2 separate regions of the Callithrix jacchus genome follow, and region 1 is linked to region 2. Evidence: chromatin contacts called from public Hi-C data. All regions are on one chromosome and are shown on one strand. The core of a region is the stretch at or near the end of the contact, and the rest is flanking DNA. Distances in the headings are between cores, read along the strand shown. Region 1 holds the start of KRT84 (keratin 84). Region 2 has its middle 24 kb from the start of KRT78.

Region 1 (2,700 bases), core at 185-2,684, 450 kb after region 2:
GTGGTCTTGACGAGAAGTACACACTTGTTATTTTTTTCTGCTTCATTTCCCCCTTAGACATATAAACGATTGCTGGAAAAAGAAAATACCTCACAAATGAGCTGGATGCTTCCAGTCAAAAGCACACACCCCCTTCCAAGTAGAATTCCAAGCATCCCAAAGAATCTCAAGCATCCAGTCAAACATGCATTTCCCTGGGCACCGGACACACTAGAATAGAAAAGGTAAACACCAGCCTGGTTCAGGGTCCTAAGAGAGCTGCAATATTGATAACAATGATAATACTTAGCTGCTGGATGTTATCTTTAGCTGGAATGAACTTTTCATTTTTTATCCAGATGCATATTGTGTCTCTCTATCCTAACCAAAGATTCATCAATAATTCAAGGAACCTAAATGAACAGGCCTATAAATCTGCCCTATGGTATATTTGGGGGCTAAAAATCATGTAGTTAACTTTCTATGCATAAACTTTCCAATGCTTTGGACTCAAATCATGCCACAAAGTGGTGACTGCTGGAAGTTCTCAGGATAAATCTTCTACTGGGCGTGGTGGTGCATGCCTGCAGTCCCAGCTACTCGGGAGGTGGAAGCAGGAGGATAACTTGAGCCCAGGAGTTCAAGACCAGCCGGGGCAACATAGACTCTGTCACTTAAAAAAATAATAATAATAATTAAGATAAAGTGTTCCCTACTACCGTGAAGATAGAGGCTGTCTTTTTAATCTCTGTACCCTAAGCACCAAGCACACTGCTGGATACATAGTAGGCACTCGAAAACTATTGAATGAATGAATATCTCTGAGTGTCTCAAGTCACAGATGTGTCTAAACTAGCCCAAATGAGCTTTACTATAGATTCAACTCTCACATAAACAGCCATATGGCAGAAGGTTTTTTTGGTTATTTAATCGATCTACAGAGATGCAACAAGCTGTATTTTCTCCATATCACTTCCTCCTTGGAGATGTGCAGACCACATCTCTCTTTTGCACACACCCCTACCCCTGTAGAGGGTGATGTCTTCACGGATGCATCCCTTGGGAGCCTCTTGCTGGAGCTCTCGCCATCCTAACTTTCTGGTGGTTAGCCACACTTACAGTGAAAAAACCTATTGCATTTATGACCAAACCAAATTAATGTCCCCATAATGGCAATTGTGGTGACTTATGGGGAAAAATAGGACTATAATGTTTATGTGTTTATGTGTTTTTAATATTTATTGGTTTGCTGCTACAGCCCTCATCCTGATGAGCCTAGGTGTGTCTGAGTTAACTCACCGTCAAGGAGGTTATAGGCATGAAGAGTTTCTGCTAACTACCCAAGCTCATAAATGCCTGCAAATGGCTTTTCTCGTTTTTATGGGGCCAAGCCTCAGATCACCACACACATAAAAGGGGCACATGGGATCCACTAGCCTCAGAGGGACTCCCAGCTCCAGCTCGTCCATTCTACACTCGCTCTTTCACTCCCAACCAGGAAGCTGCCATGTCTTGCCGCTCCTACCGAGTCAGCTCTGGTCACCGGGTGGGCAACTTCAGCTCTTGCTCAGCAACGACACCGCAGAACCTGAACCGCTTCCGGGCCAGCTCTGTCTCCTGCAGGAGTGGGCCAGGCTTCCGGGGCCTTGGCAGCTTTGGCAGTCGGAGCGTCGTCACCTTTGGATCGTACTCACCCCGTATGGCACCTGTAGGCCCTCGGCCCGTCCGCTGTGGAGTCGGCTTCAGTGCTGGCTGTGGGATGGGTTTTGGTGATGGAAGAGGTGTTGGTCTGGGGCCTGGGGCTGGCAGCTGTGTTGGCCTGGGGTTTGGAGCTGGCAGTGGCATTGGCTGTGGCTTTGGCAGCCCTGGCTTTGGCTACAGAGTTGGAGTCCCAGCAGCCCCATCCATCACAGCAGTGACTGTGAATCAGAGCCTGCTGACCCCCCTCAACCTGGAGATTGACCCCAATGCCCAGAGGGTGAAGAAAGATGAGAAGGAGCAAATCAAGACCCTCAACAACAAGTTTGCCTCCTTCATTGACAAGGTACCTATGATAGCTGAACCTCAGGGTCTAGGAATATTAGAGCCAAAATGCACTAGGATCGTCTTTCCCTTAAAAAGAACTGGCTAAGTTCTGGGACTGGAACCTGACCCCAGATCTTTCAAGTGTCTACCTAAGGCATTGTGGGATGCTCTGCTGCAGAGCAAGGACAAGCCAGAGGCCATGCTGCATGGTAGATAGATTCAGACAGCGATGACATCTTCTGGAGGACAGAGGAACCTCCAGCCAAACTCAAGGGCATCTGGACACGTGTTCCATCTGGTCGCTTAGAAATGTCTCTGAAACAGGCTGGAAACATTGGGGCTTTAGCCAAGTGTTGCCTGATACATGTTTAAGAGGTTTTATTCTTTGAGATCCTTCGAAGTTTTCAGAGTTTCTAAGGCTGAGTGACTTCATCTGTCCAAGCTTAGAAAAGTAGAGAATGGAGTTGAGTAATTAAAAAGAAAAAGGAATTCAGACCCCCAGATGGGGTATCGAAATTCGGCCAAGTTGCCTAGATTCAGGGAAACTGTAGGGAGCGACCGCTAGTAGTCACTGGTCTTCAGGCACATGAGTGGGAACAGCGACTTGGATCACCCAAAAGAACTGACATCCCACTCACCATGCCTATGTGGAGATGGAATGGCTGTGTCTGAGAATGGAAGAGAACCTCTGTAAGT
Region 2 (2,700 bases), core at 3-2,502:
CAGCCATTGTGCACGTGTGTGTGTGTCCTACAAAGTGTGCACGGGTTGGGTGGAGCTGCCGTGTTCTTCCCCAGCCCTGGGATCTGGCATATCCTGTTGCCTCTTCCAAACCCCACATGTACTGACTCTCGGCTTCTTTCTCCTTCCACTCCAGCCTCTCACAGTCCTCTGGATCCTCCCTTGGGATGGGAAAGCCTTCGTGAAGTTGAAGGCTGGCCTCCCTGTGGAGGTGGCAGAGTTTCCCCTAGGTTTGCTGTGGGGCCAGGTGGAGGCCACTCCTGGTTAGGGAGCTCAGGGAGCAGCCACAGCCATGGAAAGAGCTTACTCTTTAGAGCCAGACAGTCCTGGGTTCAAATCCAAATTTGCTCACATACTATGCCACTGGGACCTTAAGCTACCACCCAGGCCTCAGTTTCTCCCTGGTAAAATGGGATTATTCTTCTTTCTTTTTTTTTGAGACGAAGTCTCGCTTTGTCACCCAGTCTGGAGTGCAATGGCTGGCTCAGTACAACCTCTTCCTTCTGGGTTCAGGTGATTCTCCTGTCTCAGCCTCCTGAGTGGCTGGGATTATAGGTGCATGCCACCACACCCGGCTAATTTATATATATATTTTTTAGTAGAGATGGGGTTTCACCATGTTGGTCAGGCTGGTCATCTGCCCTTCTTAGCCTCCCAAAGTGCTGGGATTACAGGTGTGAGCCACAGCGCCCCTTCAGGATTACGTTTATTGTTGGAGTTGCTGTGAGAAGCAGTGGATAAGGTGAACACGAAGCTCCTAGCATGGCACAAGTGGCACACTGTAGTCTCTGGACAGTTGTGGGTCCTTTCTCCTTTTTGGGGCATCACTTTGCGGTCTTGCAGGCACTGCTGTAGGGATTGAGCCGGGCCTGCAGGGTAGAATCTGGCCTCTGACCTTCAGGGGCCCTGGCCCTGTGGAGGGAGCAGAGCCAGAGCTGGAGAATTCCCAGAGCTAACCCCTGATGGGCCTGTCCTGGCCTCTGTGAGACAGAGGCACAGAGCTGCTAAGCATGTGGGGAAGCGGGGTGTAGGGGGCGCAGAGATGATTTTGAGTAGTGGTGGTGAGTAACACGCCAAAGGGACCAACACGCAGACTCCAAAAGGCCACGTCCTTCGGCCAGACCATAAAGATCTTAATACACAGAGACACCCCCAGAAGAACAGGCACGCAGCCTCCCGTTTCAGAGGAACAGAAGACCCCACCGCTCCATGGACAGACACAGTCGCCCAGAAGAACAGATACCATATTTCCTCCCTAAGCCGGACAAATTCTCCCATAGGGAAGGAAACGCATTCTCCCCCCACACCCTTCTCCGCCCCCGGGGAGGACGCGAAGGGGGCGGCAGGCAGGCCAGGCTCTCCCTGCTGAGTCAGGCTGTCCCGGCTTAGCGGGAGGGTCTGGGGTGGGAAGTTAGGCCGGGCGCCCGTCCAGCTCCAGAGGTGGGGTGCAGGATGAGTCACCGCGGAGCGGCCGCGGCCGGCGCCGCCCTGGGCTCCTGGCTGCCGTGGGAGCGCTCGGGCCCAGCCAATCCGCGGCCGCCACCCGGCCCTAGCGCTCTGCCCCGCCCCGCCGCGCCCCGCGCGCTTCCGGGTTCCCAGGGCTCCTCGCTGCCCCGAGAGACCCCTGACAAGGGCACCCAGCCAGTCGCCATGGTCTCTGCTTTTAGAGAGAGGTTGTCGGAGACGGAGCACAGGGCTCTCAGGGCAACCGAGCGTCTCAGCCCCTCTCCCCGGGGCCCCTCCCTGCCACTCCCGCCTGCGGGTTAGGGGCACGTGTGGCTCTGCGGGGAGTGGGGGTAGCCTTGCTCTGGTTCCTTCTTGCCCCCCTCTGAGCTCTTCCCGGATTGTCTCTGCGGGGCACTCAGCTCCTCCTCAAAGGAGACAGGCTGCCTTGTTTGCCAGGCTCAGGGGGACAGGGGCATTTCCTGGCACAGTCTTGACGGCAGAAGTTCTCTGTCCAGAGTCAGCAACACCACGCGCTGTTTTCTGCTTCAGAAAATGCAGTCGGGATATGTACTCGGGAAAATACTGTCAGAAAATATGCTCGGAGGGTCACTGTCCCTAAAACTCTGGTGATGCCAGGTGCTTGCTGGCTGACTTGCTCCTGGGTCACACACACGCACGCACGCACGCACGCACGCACAGGTTTAGATGGTGCAGGCAGACAGATGTGCAGGTGTTACATGATTCTCGATTACAGCTCTCTATTTTTGGACACACAGAGACACTTTCAGCAGTAGAGGGATGTCTCCTGTTTCTGGCTCTTACAGGTTATCTGACTTTGAGTCAATTATCGGATCTCTCCAACTCTAGGTCCCTTTCTGTAAAATGGAGATAGCTAAAATACCTTCCTTAAAGGACTGTCATGAGGATTCAAGGAAACAACCCCTGGAAAGTACATTGAAATAACTCAATAAATGGTAGCGATGATGACCCCCACACGGATATATCCACACACACACAGTCATGGACACATGCAGATTTACACACACGCAAAACCTCAGACATTAATACACATATAGGACCAGGTACCTATCAACACGGTGTATTTGCAATGCATGAAGATAAAAGACACAAACAGACCCCCCTGCCCCCACCACCAAGGAAAACAGCAACCCCTGAAACAACCATAAAAGCAAGTTTTACTGCCCAGGGTGTGATGGGAGCAGGCAGCCCAGCTGG

The links. A called contact is a pair of places that touch in the nucleus more often than the background predicts.
Region 1: a contact with region 2 is called in a Hi-C map of induced pluripotent stem cells, with 4 times the contacts expected there. The contact joins the promoter of KRT84 here to the enhancer-like site in region 2. A contact is called at or near these places in 3 of 3 Hi-C or Micro-C datasets (induced pluripotent stem cells and skeletal muscle).

What each region holds. Positions count from the first base shown.
Region 1 is chr9:67,124,252-67,126,951 of calJac240_pri, forward strand. It overlaps KRT84 (keratin 84), which reads left to right and starts at 1,435. Exons shown (of 9, transcript XM_035256696.3): 1 at 1,435-2,023. The coding sequence starts at 1,487. All of the region lies in intron 1 of LOC118144243, which reads right to left.
Region 2 is chr9:66,672,004-66,674,703 of calJac240_pri, forward strand. No RefSeq gene overlaps it. Among named protein-coding and RNA genes, the nearest start is that of KRT78, 24 kb to the right of the region's middle. Within about 2 kb of position 1,253, at least 15 of the 16 cell types and tissues checked have an H3K27ac peak or open chromatin away from gene starts, as enhancers often do. A contact at or near this core is called in skeletal muscle, where this site is marked.